2 separate regions of the Macaca mulatta genome follow, and region 1 is linked to region 2. The links are chromatin contacts, called in public Hi-C maps. All regions are on one chromosome and are shown on one strand. Each heading gives the region's core, a stretch centred on a gene start, on an enhancer-like site or on the middle of the called end of the contact. The rest is flanking DNA. Distances are from core to core; before and after follow the strand shown. Region 1 holds the start of VGLL4 (vestigial like family member 4). Region 2 overlaps VGLL4 (vestigial like family member 4).

Evidence for each region. A called contact is a pair of places that touch in the nucleus more often than the background predicts.
Region 1: a Hi-C map of CD4 T cells shows a contact between it and region 2, with 2.8 times the contacts expected there. The contact joins the promoter of VGLL4 here to the enhancer-like site in region 2. A contact is called at or near these places in 6 of 14 Hi-C or Micro-C datasets (CD4 T cells, blood, cortical neurons and 3 more).

Annotation. Positions count from the first base shown.
Region 1 is chr2:150,480,145-150,486,289 of T2T-MMU8v2.0, reverse strand. VGLL4 (vestigial like family member 4) reads left to right here and starts at 4,328. Exons shown (of 5, transcript NM_001194848.3): 1 at 4,328-4,802. The coding sequence starts at 4,721.
Region 2 is chr2:150,393,261-150,399,933 of T2T-MMU8v2.0, reverse strand. It overlaps VGLL4 (vestigial like family member 4), which reads left to right. Exons shown (of 5, transcript NM_001194848.3): 4 at 1,906-2,029; 5 at 2,520-5,295. The coding sequence ends at 2,791. It overlaps ATG7 (autophagy related 7), which reads right to left. Exons shown (of 19, transcript NM_001265972.1): 19 at 6,224-6,600. The coding sequence ends at 6,568. LOC144339281 (a long non-coding RNA gene) reads left to right here. Exons shown (of 2, transcript XR_013414175.1): 1 at 1-536; 2 at 606-1,784. Among named protein-coding and RNA genes, the nearest start is that of VGLL4, 85 kb to the left of the region's middle. Within about 2 kb of position 3,148, at least 4 of the 40 cell types and tissues checked have an H3K27ac peak or open chromatin away from gene starts, as enhancers often do. A contact at or near this core is called in CD4 T cells, where this site is marked.

The DNA of each region.
Region 1 (6,145 bases), core at 3,079-5,578, 85 kb before region 2:
TTTTGGTGTTTTTAGATGTATAAAAGCATAAAAGCTGTATACTAAATCAAATTCTACAATTTCCTTGGTGGCTTCTGTCTTTGATTAAAAATTTTATTTCTGGCTTAGCAAATGTTTTCCTATTCCACATCAGATAGTGTGAACATATCCTTATAGTTTTGTAAGTTTTTGCAGCAAAAACCCTACTTTAAAAGCATCTAAATAATCTTTAAAACATTTGGGATTTATTTTGATGTACAGTATAAGGCAAAGTGCCATTTGGGTTCTTTTCTCAGTAATGCTTGTTTTGTAATCCACTTCTTCCCCCATTGACCTGGATTTCTGATTCCTATATACACAGTATCTGTCTGTTCCTACCTAGTCTGTACCCAGTAACGCTCCAAAAATGTTCTTTGCTTTATGTTTTAAATATTTGGTAAATCAAACGTATTCATTCTTAAAAAAAGAAATAGCTTTTCCCATCTCATTTGTGTGTGTGGATAAAATTTAGACCCATATTTCCAATTCCCTACAAAACTATCCTGTTGGTACTTTAATTATAAATATATTAGCCTATGAATGAATCTGAGAAGGATTGATATTTTTTAGTATTTGGGTTTTTTTTTTTTTTAATGGATGAGTTGATTGTACCCTGAAGTACAATCAGAATCTACATGGTGTTTCTTAAAGGCAATGACCTGTGGTCTCCAAGAGATGCTGACAGCCACCTAATGACATCGAGTAAGATAATCCAGTGTGTGCTGGAAGTAGCGATGGCGAAATGAAGAATCTGCCTTTTAGATGTTTGATTGTATTCAGCTGGTATTTATTGATGGCCTACCACGTGCCAGGCTTCTGCCAGATTGACCTTGAAAAGGTGAGGAAGGCATAGTCCTTGCTCCGAAGGTCTGGACTTGGCTAGGAACGAAGCACATATAAGGTGCGGGTTGAGCATCCTAATCCAAAAATCTGAAATGAAAAATGCTCCAAAATCCGCACAGTTTTGAGTGCTGGTACAACATTCAAGTGAAACTCTCATATTGGAGAATTTCAGATTTCAGACTTTAAAAGTCTGATTAGAGATGCTCAACTGGTAAGTATAATGCAAATATTCCAAAAACCAAGAAGGTCTGAAATCCAAAACACTTATGGTCCAGGTATTTTGGATAAGGACTACTTATCCTGTAAAAGGATAGCTTGGAGTAGCGTGTGAGGAGATGGTAGGACAGGGTCCCAGGGAGGTTTCACAGGACAGGAGGGGCTTTCTGACAAGTCTCAAGGAAGAGAGGATGTTTGCTGAGCAGACAGGCTGGGAAAGAAGAGGCGTCTTGCACACTGAGAAGCGAACTGATGTGATTTGTGGAATAACTAACTGCAGGTCATCCAGTGTGCTTGAAACTAAGGTGAAAGTTGTCAGGGGCTGGGATGGAAAGGCCTAGAGTCGGTCCAGGAGGCGCTCCCAGCCTGCAGAGGCTGGCTATTGTAGCTGGCCCCTCTGGAGCACAAGCTTCTCTGTGAAACCAGGTTTGTTTTATTTTCCCCCAAGACTTTGTTGCAGACTGATAGTTTATAAAATGTAATGCAATAATTAGAAAATAACTGAAAACTACAGCCCTCTAATTGCTTTAATATTAAGATTAGAGAGACATAAAATTAGTCTGTCAAATTGCTATAGAAGTTTTAAATGTTCATTCTTAGTTTCTGTATCTAGCTTTTGGGGACTAGGAACACCTGGTGCTCGAACCCCTCTGGATCACACTTGGGTAGCACCGTGCTAGCCTCCCGGATCAGCGGGAAAGACGTGGTGGCTGTTGGCTGGGAATATTACAACAGTCAAGGTAGAGCTGTGAGACAGTGTCCATGAAAATGGTTGCCACCTGGAGCCTGAGAACTGCTATTGTAAATGATGCTGAGTCACTAAAGGGAAGTTACCAAATATTTGATTCATTTTCTACAATGGTATTGTTTGAATCATGTGCTTAAATCACTATTAAAAAAAAAAAAAAACCTCTTCATGTCAAAATAAGTGAATAAAACAAAATATCTTAAGGCAGGGTTTTGTTTTTTTTTCCTTCCCAGATGAAAGCAATGGTTCTCAACCTTGACTGCATATTGGAATCACCTGGGACTTTAGAAGCTAATGCTGCTGGTTCCCACCCCCTCAGATGAGTTTGGGTTGCAACCTCAGTATCAAGATTTTTAAAAGCTCCCCCCGGTTCTAATGTGCAGTCACCTCTCTCCCATGTGGGATATTCTAATGATGGATAAAGTTTTCTGATTGAGAATTTATGTAAAAACATAGCACAGTAAGAGTACTCCAAAACTATCAGTTGAATTTAAATCTGATACCTGATATTGTTTGTTTTCAGTGCAATGATCTTGTGTATACTGGATGTTATGAGTTTTAAGTTTTCTTAAATCCTCCCCACCAAATACCATTAAGTATTTTAATTACAATTGATAGGATACATATCTTTCACTATAGCATATTACATGTAATATAGCATCAATAAATATTCTTATAAATGAAAGCTTGTGAAATCTTGATTCCCCTTTTACTTACTTCCCCTGATGTCACCCCAGTGATTACTGTTGGAGCAATGACGGCAACAGTATTTGGATGTCATATGAATTTCCAAATAAGTTTTTTTTTTTTTTTTGAGACGGAGTCTTGTTCTGTCACCCAGGCTGGAGTGCAGTGGCACAATCTTGGCTCACTGCAGCCTCTGCCTCCCTGGTTCAAACAATTCTCCTGCCTCAGCCTCCCGAGTAGCTGGGATTACAGGCACATGTCACTACGCCCGGCTAATTTTTGTATTTTTAGTAGAGACAGGGTTTCACCATGTTGGCCAGGCTGTTCTCAAACTCCTGACCTCAAGCAATCTGCCGGTCTGAGCCTCCCAAAGTGCTGGGATTACAGGCATGAGCCACCGCATCCGGACTCCCAAGTAGGATTTCATTAGAACACCTTGCCATGAGTACGCCTAATAAATCCAATGCAACTATTGCTGGATTTTTAACATATAACTCCTTCAAATTATTTATTCAAATATTATTTTAGAATATTGAAAATATATTTTTAGAATATTCATTCAAACATTTAGAGTTTTTTTTTCTATTTTGTTAACATATTCTTCATGTGCTGAAAACTGAACATTCAGTGGTTCACTCATTAAGTAAACAGTTTCTGGGCACCTAAACTTGGTTGTGCTAGGCACTGGGTAATGAAAGTTTAAGCCCCGGGTCCTAACAATAGCAAATAGTACAGCTGCATGCCACTAGCTTCTTATACACAGGTGGGTGTCATACATGCCAAATGAAAATAATTTTACCCTTTCCTTCTATAATTTGAAGTACATTTTCAATTTTTGATATTATAGCCTTATTTGCTTAAACACTCTTCCACCTCTTCTCCCCTCCTTGTCTCACACCGTTGCCCAGGCTGGAGTGCCGTGGCACGATCTTGGCTCACTGCATCCTCCTCCTCCCAGGTTCAAACAATTCTCCCACCTCAGCCTCCTGAGTAGCTGGGATTACAGGTGCGCACTACTACGCCAGGCTAATTTTTGTATTTTTAGCAGAGACGGGGTTTCACCATGCTGGCCAGGCTGGTCTCGAACTCCTGACCTCAAGTGATCTGCCTGCTTCGACTGGGATTACAGGTGTGAACCACTGCACCCAGCCCCCTCGTTTTTTTGTTTTTTGTTTTTTTTAATAAAGTTATAACATTAGGAGGGAAAAAACACTTTAAAAGTAGTTCTGTCAACTATTTTGGGGGCTGTAGGCCAGTCATTTAATCCATCTGAACCTCAGTTTCCTCTGCTGTGAAAGGGTGATACCCTCCCTGCCCTGTCCATCTCAGTTGTTATGGGGATTATGGAAAAAGTTATATGTAACGTTAACATAAGAAATTTAAATATCCAGCTAAAGTGTAAATGGACTTTATAAAACAATCTTTAAAAGAAACAAAGAAACTGTATATATATGGCTTATGCATCACTAGCACTTCGGGTTTCTGAAGCCCCAACGTGAAATTTCACGAAAGTTGCATTCCATGGAAGTTTGCTTCCATGATGAATTTTTTACTTTGTACTCAGCTCCTGAAAAAGAAACTTCCTGGGTTTTCTTTTTTCCTCCTACGGTTTTGCAGCGGCCGGGCTGCTTCCTGTCAAGAGCCACTCTGCCAAGGCCCCGTCTCTAGAGTCTCTCCCCCTCCCCTTTCTCTTTCTTTCCAACACTTGCTACATTGAGAGGCTGATCCTGTGCAGAAGCCCTCCCTGCCTCTGCCGCGCGGCGCAGTGAGCATGCTCGGCCTCCTGCGGGAAGAGGAAGCGGCCGCATAGGAGTCATGCCAAGCATAGCCCGCATGTCAGCGCTGCCGGCTTGCAGCGGGCTGTGAGCGGGGCCGGCGCCGCTTTGTCCTAGGAAACGGGCTGCGCGTTTCTCTTTTTCACTCTTTTCCATTTCCAGGAAGGACTTGTAAGGACTTCTGAAACGCTCTTTTCATACTCGATCGGGGATACAGTACATACACCGTCTACCAGTAAGCCCTTGAAGGGTTTCGTGTGAGCTCGATTTTTTGTGCCTGGGTTTTTTTTTTTTTTAAACTTTTGCATACTTTGTTTTCATAGTCTGAGGCTGGGCCTCTGCCTTTGTGAAGTTGAAGAGCCAGGATTCATTTTTGAAACTTAACTCTTTTGGGGCGAAAGCAAAGAGCTGGTTTTCTTTGCTAGCCCAATAAATGCTATTTATGAAGATGGACCTGTTGAACTATCAGTACTTGGACAAGATGAACAACAATATCGGCATTCTGTGCTATGAAGGTAGATGTCCTGCTGTAGAATTACTGCCCGTTGCTCTTCCCGGCCACTCCTCCTCAGTGTGCTGGGTGCCTGCCTTCTAAGCCCTGCTGTCCTTCTCGGGGCTGTAGGGCGCTTGAAAGGCCGGCGTTTCTTAGATTCGGTTCGGCACCGAGTGTGTTCGAATCTCAGGCTGCGGGGGGCGGTGGAGGGGGCTGGACGGGGAGGCGGTGAAGTAGAAACCCTTCAAAGTTTGTTTTATGCTTGCAACGTACTCGCGCCTTACATTTTTAACTCTTTAAAATGTATGTCTTTTTGATTTCCGTTAATGTTGTCTTTAGGGGAAGGACTTGTAGGACGCCGGTAAAAGTTGAGCCTCTGTTTGGGGGAGGGGCTGGTAAGGATTGCACCGTCTACTGTACCCCGTTGTGGGCCACAGCGCCCTGCAGCTCACGGAGGGGGAGCCAAAGTTACAGCGAGTTTCTGTGCTCGCGAGTGAGTGTCCCAAACAGCGGAGAATGTCGCTCTCCCGCGTGGGGCTGGAAGGGCACCGTGTCAGCGAGCACAGGCCGGCTCTTTGTCTCGCTGGCGCTTCCTGTGCAGCCCGGGGAGCGCTGACATTGGGGGGTGTTCCTCGCGCTCTGCTCCCTGTGGGAGCGATTACACAACACCCCGACCCCCAGCCTGCCCTGAAAAAGAGAAAGCCGCGCTCAATTCTAATTTATTACCTCCTACTGCCCGCGAGGTGCTTCCCCCACTGTCTTGTATTTCAAGCTGTCTCTGGTAGCAGTAAGAGAAAAATCAATTTCTTAAGCGGTTGGAACATCCTCTACGTGCGATTTGAAAAAGTGGCAATGGCCTGGGTCTGCCGCCGAGAGGCATCTCCGGGGGAGTTCGGCCTGGCAGGAAGTGTATTTTTTGTTGTAACCACACACACATCCGGGACTCTTCTCTTTCTCATTCAGCAGAAGCAGTTTCCATTTTTTCTCCAATGATACACGGGACATTTCTCTTGAAAAAGAAAACAGTTACAAAAACTTGGGAGGGTAATTCACTTGTAATTTTTAGTCTAAAAACTTCAGGCCTGTTTCCTAATCAGTTGAAAACTTACCCTTTCAAGAATATTTTTCCCCTTCAAGGAAAAAAAAAAACCCTCATTCGTGTTGTTTTTTAAAACTCTATGGATAAGGATCTCATATTTAACGTTTCTTAAAAAGGGTATTTGTTTTTCTTTACTCCTACTAGTTCTTGCTATGAGAATTTTAGTGAATTGCTTTCTTTGCATCTGATGTATTAAGTAACATCTTGCTTCTGAACTCACTTTAAAAAGGTAGACGACTTTAGAAAGCCATAAGCAGCCATTGCTG
Region 2 (6,673 bases), core at 1,899-4,398:
TCTGATACCAGTTGGCCAGCCTGCCCTGCTGGTCCCGTGCTAGAGACTCTCTTTTGAAATGGCCTTTCCTGCCTTGGATAGACTGACATAAAGGCTGGACAGCGAGCTCATTTCTTCCTCTTCCTTGATTCCCCTCCCCGTGCTTGAAACGTCTCCCCAGTTGCCCACATCTGCGTGGCTCAGGACATGCTCGCTGCAAAGCACAAGCCGGCTGAGCACAAAAGGGAGTTTTATTGGGAGGATCCTGGGGGGTCTCCTTGAGCCCAAGGTCATGGGTCCAGCCAGGCTTGGGAAGGGCCTGGCCATCTCACTGAGAGCTGGACGGGGCAGGCCCTCCTCCCTCCTGGCTCTGCGCATGTCCAGGTCTTGGTATCTTGCTCTCTTGCTGCTGCTTGACCTCTGTGGTCAGCCAGTGTGAGATCTGCTCCAGGCCCCATCTGTCGGTCCCCAACCCCCTTTCCGACCCTGTCTGCTCAGCACTGTGAAGACCCTCGCCTGAGGCCCTGTCCACAGGCAGAGCGTGGACATTCAGCCCAGCTCCACCTGCCCAGGTTCTCTGCGCTGCCACCTGTGCACACCACGGAGGCGACACGAACTCTGGGCAGCTCTGTCCCACTGTGGAAGTATTGCGCCACTCAGAAACCCTGAATTCTTGGTTTGTCTGCTGCTGCTAAGCCACGTCTCCCTCTACCCTGGCGTGTGTCATTTCTTGTTAGACCCAAGTACAGCCCCTTATGTTTAATCCCAGTTCATCCTTGTGGATCCACATTTTCATCCTAGAATCCATTTTCGCCATTCCCAATCACTTTCTATCATGAGAAGGTCTGGCAGGCAAGCCTTTTGTGTCTTTATACCAGCTATTGCTCTGACTTGAATGGAAAGGGCTGGCTGGGAAGGACAAAGCTCAGCATCCCTCTGGCTGACACTACTGTCACCCTTGGTCCCTGTGGGGTGATTTCAACCAGCTCCTCACTGGCTGTCCTGGAACTCAGCCCACATACTCCACCACCTTGTCCTCAGGGATATTGCAAGATACTTTTCCTGGGGGAACCTGAGGAAGTTCTGTTTAGTTCACACATATTTTCTGTCCGAGGTTCTGCACCTAGAGCTGGGGGGCCAGACATACTGCCTGGTGTGCGTGGTCTTACAGGAGCACCTGGACAGACCGATGCACGTGCTGAATCTTAGTGGGTTGGGGGAGCAGGAGTGAAGCGGGGGGCAGCCAGTGAAAGGCTTCACAGAGAGATCCGAACAGGGCTTGAAGGAACAAGGGGAGTCTGCCAGGCAGACAGCGTAGGAGTGGCAGGGAAGGAGAGTGAGTCTGTGTGCAAGGCAGATCCGGCTGGGGTGGGACGTGTACCGTTCTACACTCAGGCGTATTTCCTCCATTTCCTCTCTGTCCTGATTTGTAGGTCATCACTGAAGCCAACTCGAGCTGGCTTTGGCTCCAGCAAAATGCTTCCAGTTAATTGCCATGTATTGAAGTGTCCTGGATGGCTCCAGGCACACCCGCGGCTCAGTGGACACAATGGGAAGGGCTCTGGGGACGTTACCGGGAGAAGTGAGGTCCCTCCTGCAACCCTCTGCCCTCCACAGGATGCTCGGTGTTTGTCTCAACAGATCTGAGAGAGGGGGACAGACCAACTCAACAGTTGAGCTTTTGTCCTTTGTACTGTCACTGATCCAAACAGCCACGACCAAGGGCCACTACACACACCCTTGGAGCTGCACTCACTCTGTGGATTGGCCGTGTTTAGCAACAGGACTCCAGTGTTGAAGTGGGAGGTGGCACACGGGGTCAGGAAGGGCTCCAGAACAGAGCCTGAAGGGTGCTGGGGAGGGCCCCAGGGGCGGTGCCCGGTACTGAGGCGGGTCTCCACACACTGACACCCCTCTTCCCCGCAGAACCGGCCCTCCGTGATCACCTGTGCCTCGGCTGGCGCCCGCAACTGCAACCTCTCGCACTGCCCCATCGCGCACAGCGGCTGTGCCGCGCCCGGGCCTGCCAGCTACCGGAGGCCACCAAGCGGTGAGTGTCCCGGGCCTCCTCACCTGTCACAGCTGTGCTAGTAGCAGCAGAGCCCTTCTCTGTCATGCTGTTGGTTGAAACCCCTCGCCCCTGAGCCCATCTATTGCTGAGGTTGAAAAAGTATTTTTTGAGCACGTCCAGTGTGCACCTAGCGTTGTGTGTGGCTTGGGTGGGAAGGGCATGAGAAACACGCTGCCCCCTCAATTCCAGGATCTCATGCCCTAGTTCAGGGAGGGCAGCAGCTACTGTTAAATTGAATGCCACGTTCTCTTTCTGAACTCGGACTCTGGCCCAGTGCAGTCGGTGCATCACCATTTTACAGAGGAGTGACCTGCCCAAGCGCCTCACTTAGCCGGGGGAGGTGGGTTCTGTTTGCAGAGCCCACACTGACTGTGGCAGCCAGTCCAGCTCTGGGCTGCCCGAGGGAGGGGGCTGCACCCGTGCCTGTCTGCGGCCACCTGTGTCTGACTGCCTTCCTGCTTGCCTACAGCCGCCACCACCTGTGACCCCGTGGTGGAGGAGCATTTCCGTAGGAGCCTGGGCAAGAATTACAAGGAGCCCGAGCCAGCACCCAACTCTGTGTCCATCACGGGCTCCGTGGACGACCACTTTGCCAAAGCTCTGGGTGACACGTGGCTCCAGATCAAAGCGGCCAAGGACGGAGCGTCCAGCAGCCCTGAGTCCGCCTCTCGCAGGGGCCAGTCCGCCAGCCCCTCTGCCCACATGGTCAGCCACAGTCACTCCCCGTCTGTGGTCTCCTGAAGGGAGTGCCTCCTCCAACAACACGTGGATCTGCATGGTTTGCCTGAGCTTTGAACAGTCAGTACTTTAAAAAAAAAAAAAAAAAAAAAAAAAATCATGGGGGTGGGGTGGGGGGAAGGGAAGGGATGGTTTATTTGCAAAAACCATGTTGTTGGGATTTTTGTTCTGTTTTTGTACTTGCTTGGTATCCGTACAAGGGGGCCCTCAAACATGATAGCAGGAACTACGTGTGGAACATCTGTCTAATGTAGCATCCTTACTTCCTGCCTCAGTTACCAAAGAAACCTCTGATGCAGGTCTGCCGCCCCGACGGGGCCAGGACTCCACAGCGCTTTCTCAGTCACAAGCCATGATGAATTGGTGACTCAGACGCTTTGTGCTTTTTCCTTTGCTTCTTGAGACCGGGGTGTGTGTGGCTCAGCTTCCACGGCGTGTTTGGTTCGGTCCGTGTGTGTGCGTTGTGCGTGTGTATACTTGAAGAGAACTGTCGTGTCTGATTTGCACTATTGGAGGAGGACTAAAGTTGCCTGACAACTTTATGTGTGATGCCAGAACTCTGAGGGCAAACTGCTGAAAAACAAAGGGTTTAAGGATGACATTTCTGACCATTTGTGTGTTTGTTGTTGTTACTGTTTTTGTTTTTTTTTTAATCTAGACAATACAGCTTTGGAAGGGGAAGTCTCATACAGGTTATAGGTCTTTCTCTCTCTAGATTTCAGGTGCTTGCAACTGGACTGCAGACTCTACCAATCACGGGCATTTTACCTTCTCTGAACACTGCAGTTTGTTAGACTAGAGCTGAGGTTGGAGGATTCCATAGTGCTTTAAACGTGATGCATGTTTTAATGGAGAAAAAATAGCTGGTTTCTATTAATTATATAGACAGTAAACAAAAACCTTAATACTTACTATCTTCTTTTCAGAATTAGTTTATTTTTGTCAGTTACAGTCCTAGATATACTTACTGCTGGTACAGTTGTACTCTAAGATTTGTATTTGATATTCACTTTACTCACAAGCAGTGCGGGAGGCCAGCTCCTGGCAGGCCCTCGTGATGAGCAGTGGGTCAGCTGCGGTGTGGGATGCTGGAGTTTTGCTGCCGGCTGACAGCATTTTTGCATCCCCGTCTGCTTTGTTACAAGCTCCCAGGGGAGGTGGGGTTTGTGTCTTCCAGCTTCCCTACATGCAGAAACTGCTCCCTTTGAACTCTCTTGGCTGAACAGCAGATTACTGACAATCTGTGATACGGTGTTTTATACGCTTCCTCGTACGCTGGGGCCAAGGCAGTATACATTCCTCTGACTTTATACTGTTATTACTGCATTTTATTATTTGCTATATTAATAGCTACTAACTAGAAATTAGATGAAGCAAGCATGACAGACACAGCTGTGGAGGTCACAGCTGCTCCTTTTTGGTCAATGAGCGTTTCTGTCCCCTCCGCCTGGGGTGTGCTGTGTTCCGCCTGGCCCAGCAGAGGCTCACGACGATGGCACCTGACCGGGTGACATGGGTGTGGTCACCTCACCTGCAAGGCTTTGTGGACTCTGCACACTGCACGACCTCTGGTTTTACAGTTTGGCTGTTGAATTTTGGAAATTGGCACTGGGTGAAAAGGTCGGAGGACTGGCTCTTGTAGTCACAGGGTGGCTGCAGGCCTTTGAAAAGTGGAGGAAAGAAAAGCCCTTCTCCTTGCCCCGCACACATTTCACTCCCACTCTACTGGGCTTCCAAGCTTTGGCATTCAGGCCCCTATATTTTCTGTAGGAAAAATCGTTGAGAACACTTTTTTTATATAGGTAATTTTAAGACCATCATTACGCTGTGCGTAAAGAATGTACAGAGAAATTTGTAGGTATTTTTGGAAGAACATTAATTTGTTAATGATATGTAGCTATTTAATTTTTCCCTTTCCTATTGTAATCATTCATTTTTTGTTGTTGTTTGGGAAAAAAAAAAGTTGATCTTTTTTTTTGTCGTAGATTTGTCTGTAAAAGTGCAGGAACACAGTTATTCTATGAGAACACTGCATCTGCATTCATAGCCACTAGTTTGTTATTGCTACAGGCTACTGAGCGTCGTAACAGGAAAACAACCCACTGCTGACCGGCTCGGTGGAGGACACTCCTGGGACAGGTCTCTCTGTCAGTGAACAAGGGCGTCACTCTGGGAGGGTCGGCGGTGCTGGTGGCCGGTCCCCTGGTGCACTGACCTATCTGGGATAGGCAGTACCCTGGAGGGGGCCTTGGGCAGAGGGGGCAGCAGAAAACCAAACATTTCACTGAGAAAGAGCCCCCTTCCCCGCTCTAAGAAGGGCCCCGTGAAGTTCTTGCCAGAGCCACGCCGCCTGCAGTGCGCTCTGAGCGTCTCTCCGTGTGTAAATCTGTAATATACCATTCTCTGTGGCCTGTTTTTCCTGGAAGAAGAAAAAAAGGTTTGGCAGGCCATCTTTTTTTTGTACTTAAAAGTAGCCTTAAGAACAATAATAAAGTGCTCTTAAACCACATAGTGTACGTGTGGCTCTTCAGCCCCCGAGTGAGTTTCAGCGCCAGGCTGGGTGGGCGGACTTGGGCCCTGCACCTGTGCCGGCTGTGTCCCCATGAAGCCCCCATGAGCTGAACGACAGCCACCGGAACTTGGACTGGCTACTTTGGGAGACGCCTCATTTGAAATCTACCCTACTAAATCCTGCTGTTGTTAAGGGTCAGCCCAGACTCAAATTTTCACTTTGCTTTTGGGCCTAAGACGAAAGCTGAAAGAATAAAATAGCAGGAAGAGTGCCTCTGGTTCCTACAGCATTCCAGGGATGATGCCTTCTACATGGGGCAGGGTGGTCAGAGGTACCCAGGCCGTGGCCTCTCCTGGGTTTCCAACCCCTGCTCTTGGGGCCTCACAGCTGCACACACCCAGAAGAAAGAGGAACACCAGCTCTGGCCTGAGTTACCGCTGTCTGACCCCTCCCCTCAGCTGGGCCAGGAAGGCAGCCCAGGCTTCGCCTTTCTGGGCCTGGCGTGCTCATAAAGGCAGGGAGGACTCCACCTCACCAGGCAGCTGCCAGGATCTGCCCCGGGCTCTTCCCCCAGCTCAAGGCAGCAACAGAAACTCCTTTCCCTCAAGCAGGCAGGCAGGCACAGATGCTATGCCCACAGCGGAGGACAGGCCGGGAGGCAGGAAAGCCATGTCTGGGCGGCCCACTCTGTCGGTGGTGGAAATCGGGGGTCAGTGGATCATGTGGGCCCTTTAGTCTCGCACCCAGCTTGGCTCTCCTCCTCCCGCTCCACCAGGGCCAGGCTGCAGTGTGCTCACAGGGCCCCACCCTCAGCCATGCCCAGGGCCCTCACAGGAGAAGCCTGCAGTGGGGCTGGCAGGGCATCCTGGGGATGAGGGTACCACCTCCCGCAGTGGCTCTGGACAGGAGTTGGTTGCTCACCTCCCCATTTGGTCTGTGTTGGGCCACCCCCTGAGGGCCAAGGGGAAAGGATCCTGAGGGACGGCTATCAGACACTGTCACAAGAAATAAAAACTGCAGAGGACCAAGTCCCAGGTCGATAACAAGGCCGAAGCCAAGGTTATTATTCAGCTCTGAACTGGTGGCATCGTGAATCCCGAGCAACGTTGAACACGGCCACTCCTGGGCAGCGGAGGGGGTCCCAGTCCTCAGGGTATGGAGAGGAGGGGACCAGAATCACCAAGCCTGGGGTCAGCAGTCCTGCTCTGGTGATGGAGAGCTCCTCAGCAGGTGGCCGGGGAGAAGTCAGCCTCACAGCGGGGCCATCTCAGATGGTCTCATCGTCGCTCATGTCCCAGATCTGCGTGGAGAAGGGGAGAGGCTCAGCCAAGATGTCCCACTGCCTGGTGGTAGGCACACAGATGCTTTAAAAC